2 separate regions of the Gossypium arboreum genome follow, and region 1 is linked to region 2. The links are chromatin contacts, called in public Hi-C maps. All regions are on one chromosome and are shown on one strand. Each heading gives the region's core, a stretch centred on a gene start, on an enhancer-like site or on the middle of the called end of the contact. The rest is flanking DNA. Distances are from core to core; before and after follow the strand shown. Region 1 holds the start of LOC108467831 (vesicle transport protein GOT1). Region 2 holds the start of LOC108461287 (sucrose transport protein SUC8-like).

Evidence for each region. Hi-C and Micro-C count contacts between places; a contact is called where the count stands out from the background.
Region 1: a Hi-C map of leaf shows a contact between it and region 2, with 4 times the contacts expected there. The contact joins the promoter of LOC108467831 here to the promoter of LOC108461287 in region 2. A contact is called at or near these places in 2 of 5 Hi-C or Micro-C datasets (both in leaf).

Annotation. Positions count from the first base shown.
Region 1 is chr13:103,810,449-103,813,148 of ASM2569848v2, reverse strand. LOC108467831 (vesicle transport protein GOT1) reads right to left here and starts at 1,373. Exons shown (of 7, transcript XM_017768627.2): 1 at 1,068-1,373; 2 at 790-846. The coding sequence starts at 820.
Region 2 is chr13:103,280,845-103,283,544 of ASM2569848v2, reverse strand. It overlaps LOC108461287 (sucrose transport protein SUC8-like), which reads left to right and starts at 1,360. Exons shown (of 4, transcript XM_017761085.2): 1 at 1,360-2,700. The coding sequence starts at 1,609.

The DNA of each region.
Region 1 (2,700 bases), core at 124-2,623, 530 kb before region 2:
CATTTGTATACAAAATCCACATGTAAGAGGGTTCGTCATTTTGTTCAACTTAAACAACACCATCATAAGCAACTCCAAGAAGGTGTGGTGCACACGCTTCACCAAGCATAAATGCATGCATAAATAAATTTAACAATGAGAACTACATCCTATTGAACTACCCTATATATTTGAACTTTGAATAATAAGGGGTGTACATATCAATTAGAAATCCTTCACCATCTACGCACATCAAATGTGATCAACGGAGCTCCACTAGTAAATCATTTTGGAGTTTGACTAACATCAATTTATTAGAATTACCAGTTAATATATGTTTCTTAATAAAGCAGCATAACTTACCAAACAACTCCGAATAGCTTACTAAAATATTTGTTCGGATAATAAATAATAAAAAATATTCTTTCTAAGGAAATATATTCGACTGACTTTGCCATACTAATTTAACGTCTAATATAAATTAGCACATCAAATCATTCCCAGATTGCCTCAACGTAAAATAACATGGACACTTCAAAGACTTTCCTAACTTAACAGCAGTTACAAAATTTTACCAACATGCATAATAATAAATAAAAATCCCAAGATAAACGATGAACCAAGTCCAGAGATCTGAATTTCACAAAAATTTCTAGGGATTGCACAATGCATATTTCAAGCATCAAACCTCCATCGGAAAAAAAAAAGTATCACACCGAACAGAAGTTTCACAAAATCACAGATTCATAGATGCGTTAATTGAATGAAAAGAAGCACAGAAAGCACAGAAAATGGAAGATAAAAGCTCACTTTTTCGATCATTCATTTCAAAGGAAACCATTTTGCTGATTCTTCAGATACCTGTTACTTTCAAAAAGCAAAACAAATAAGAAACGGAATCATGTGATAGAATCAGGGGAAAAAAAGGGGAAAACAGAATTTAATAATTAAATACAGATCTAATAGAGTACAGACTCCACATAAAAAAGAAGAAAAACAAATCTTAAATAAAAAATCCCGTTTGTTTACAGAGAGGAAAAAGAAGTAATTTCTCGGTAATCAAACAGAGAAAGAAAAGAAACAACTACCTGAAAGTGATTGAGAAATTCAGAAATGGGAAGCGAGCGAGCGAAAGAGGGAGCCGCGAGTTAATGTAAATAAAACAAGTTGAAAAAATACTTGAGATAACAAAAATATATAAAATTTTAAAATTTTTTATTTAGCATCTCTGTTTACATGAGAAGTAACTGAAATGACATAAAACTCCTCATCATCAACTTATATTTTCCAAAAGCAGTCCATCAAAAGAGGCAATGTAAAGTTTATGTGACCACTTGTAGTAGCAGAAGCAGAAGCTTTTCCATTGCTGCATTGCTAAAAAATGCACATTCTGGTATTAAAATATTGTAACTGAATATTATATATTATATTAATTGAAATTATATAATATATTAATTTCGTTTATTGACAACCGGAATCCGAATTAACCTTAATAATCAAGATAATGAAAACTTAGAAAAAGCGTGGATTAATTCAGATTGGACCGACTTTGGGTAATTCCTAGTAAAAGTATCTCCTCCGTCTGGTGGTGGATCTTCTCAAAGTCCGCTTGATGAGTCCTTAGTTTAGAACAAGGTAGCTGCTAATGCTTCCAATCTATTAATTATGATATCATTTATAATTAACCTCTCATTGTTGAGTCCAGAAATACTCATTACTGTGTTGCTATCTGATATTACAACATCTCTCCTCTATAAAACATCTCGTGTTTTTTGTTGCTTACTCTCCTTTTTAGCTAAGCCTGTAAGGACTGATTTTCTATCAAATTAATTAATATATAGTCGTCAACACCAATCTGCATTTGCAATAAATCCAAGGAGTGAAGACCTTCTATACATCATTCATGAGAAAAGCAATAAACGATGTGTTTTTACACTGACAAGCATTGCGGTGTCGGCGAGGGAAGCATCATCAATGGCTTTGTAGTTCCATTAAAAGAGAACCACAAGCTGTTGTTGACGAGAGTGCTTCTCCCACAGTACAACACCAGTAGCTTGCAAGTTTGCAAGTTCAGCATAAGCAGCTGGCTTATTGCATTTCTCAGTTTGTACTTGGGGAAGTGGTGGTTAGGGAGATTCTAAGATATTGGCCAGTTACTAATTGTCAAAAAGAAATTATAGTTATAGGAGAACAGGATGAGGTGGTGGAGAATATGGATCCAGATCAGGCCCCTCTGCACCCAAATAACAAGGTGTTCCAACAGTTAACACAAAATGTGAAGGCCATGGATCCAACTCTATACTACAGGTGCCTTACAGAAATGGGTCATCGGGAATCAGAAGAAATCAAGAGGAAACAGAAATAGTGACAATTTATGCACATCAATAATAAGCTCTTCCATTCAACAATATATGCATGTCTTGTTCTCATTGAACTGAAGTGCAAGGCGTCGTATTTTGTGCTGCCACTAACTTCAGCAATTAGAAAACATGAAACCTTAGTGACGACAACTAAGAAAGTGGCTATGAATTATGAGACTCGTGACATTGATGGAACAGAATGCCAAGATTCTGGCAGTGTTCAAATTTCAAAAGTTAAAAAGGAAAACGAGGGGACTGTCGGGTTTGTTGTGATGGGGCAAAAACCAAACAATTCTATGGCCAGTCCACTAACGAGCACTTTTCTTTGGGCTTACAAAAGTCGTGTTGGGTCGCAAAGTCT
Region 2 (2,700 bases), core at 111-2,610:
ACACGGCGACAACACCTAAAAAATATTTTTTTAAAATATTTTAATGGGTGTCACCTGACATATCGATGACACCCATTAAAATTTCTTTTCCTTTTTTTTCTCCATCGTGAATACTTGTATTTTTAACGAGTATTCTAAAAAATACATAATGGTGCGGCCTGACATAGTGGCAGAACCTAAAAAGATATTTTTTTAAGAAGCTGATGATTGGCTAATAATGAGGGGACGGTGCCGCCGGTGAGTCAGGAGGCATTGTCGGTCATTTTTGAGAACAAGTCATTTACGTACATTAATTTTTTACTTGGACCATTTTCATAAATAATTCTTTTAGGATTAATTGCGTAAAAAAGCCCCCTATTCCCGACATGTGGCATATATATTGTCTTAAAATTATTTAAATTTGAAATCAAATTGATAGAATGTGTTAGTATTAGAGGGTTAAATTTGTTATCAAACCAATAAAATAAACTCATGTTAGCATTTTCATCAAATTTTAAATGGCTCCAAAAATTTTGATTCCGAATAGATTAATGTTAACATAAAAAAAATAAAAATTTAAGGGATAAATCCCAAAGATGTACAAGAAATATGGTTTAATATGCAATTGCATATATGAACTTTGATTTGTGCAATTTTACACATGAAATTTTGATTTGACCCAATTTTTGTAAATTAGTAACACAATTATTGATATAACATCATTTTATGTTTATATATTGTATATATAAATAATTATATTTATCAATATAAAAAATTTAATGTATTTATTTCTTTAAATTAGCATGATTAAATCAAAATTAAAGTTTTAAATATATATTAAAACTATAATTAAAGTTTTATATGTATAATTGCACCAAATTAAAACTTATATATATAATTACATATTAAATAAAATATATATACAATTTTAAAATTAATCCCAAAATTTAATAAAAATACAACACGAATAATAATTTAATCAACATTTCTATACTTCATCCAAATATAATATTAATCCTAATACAAAATTCTTATACGATTTCAATGGAAATGACACCAATTGAATTTAGCTTTTTGGCGGTAGAAACAAATTAAATATAATACTTGAAAATTTTACCTTCAAAATTATTTTATTAATTCCTCCCATCTACTTCTGAATTTCTTACCAAAATCAAAATAGAAGGTTATAATAATAATAATAATAATAATAATAATAATAATAATAATTGAATAAACATTTAACCTCGACGCAAGTCTCAAATCTTTAATTTAAAATTAAATAAGTTCCATTCACCCAAAGCAAAAAAAAAAAAAAAAAGCCAAAATAGGAAAGATGTAATTATGAGATTCCATCAATTGGGCAACTTACTTGGATTCGTTACAACCAAGCTTTATCCATATATTGAATCCACAAATAGTATATACTTGTACACACTCAAATTTATTTTCAAAGTTATTAACTATTTTTAACCATATATAATTTCTTGTGCCCTATATAAATATCATCTTATTTATGATTCACTCACACTTCACACCATCAAGACATATATACACCATATATGCTGATTGCACTTTTCCATCAATCATCAGTTTCTTGTCATTCTTTTTTATCTGTATGATAAGAGCGCCATGGAGACAGGTCAAACCGTAACCCCGATCCCGCTATGGAATATTGTGGTGATTTCAGCCATTGCCGCCGGGATCCAATTCGGATGGGCTCTGCAACTTTCTCTTCTAACCCCTTATGTCCAAACCCTTGGTGTTCCTCACGTCTGGGCTGCTTTCATTTGGCTTTGTGGTCCCATCTCCGGCCTCGTCGTTCAACCCATTGTAGGCTACAGCAGTGACCGTTGTACCTCTCGCATCGGTCGTCGCCGACCCTTCATTGCTGTTGGAGCTTGTTTCGTTGCCGTCGCTGTTTTCATGATTGGCTTCGCCAAAGACATCGGTCACCGATCTGGTGATTCACTGCAAAATCCCACAAAGCCTAGGGCCGTTGCCATCTTCGTTACAGGTTTTTGGATCCTCGATGTGGCTAACAACATGTTACAAGGTCCATGCCGCGCTTTCTTGGCTGACCTTTCGTCGAATGATCATAAAAGAATGAGGATCGCCAATGCGTGGTTCTCGTTTTTCATGGCTGTTGGCAACGTTTTAGGTTACGCAGCTGGTTCCTTCTCAGATCTCCACAAGCTCCTACCCTTCACACAAACAACCGCCTGTGATGTTTACTGTGCAAACCTCAAAACTTGTTTCATAATTGACATTGTTTTCCTCCTGTCTATCACAATAACCGCCATTACCACCGTGAAAGAGACACCAATAACAAGAAAGGAAGCTGGAGACGAAGAGGACAACGAAGGAAGGTCATCGGGGCGGCCTTTCTTTGCGGAGTTAGTGATGGCATTCAAGACCCTGAAAAAACCAATGTGGATCTTGCTTCTGGTGACATGCCTTAATTGGATGGCATGGTTTCCATTCTTGTTGTACGACACTGACTGGATGGGGGCGGAAGTATACGGAGGGAAAGTGAAGGGGAGTGCAAGCCAACAAAAATTGTACGACGAGGGAGTGCGTGCGGGTGCGTTGGGTCTAATGATAAACTCCATAGTGTTGGCGTTCGCGTCGTTGGGGTTAGAGCCTGTGAGCCGGTTGATAGGTGGAGTGAAGAACATGTGGGGGGTGGTGAACTTGATATTGGCAGCATGCTTGGCGGGGACG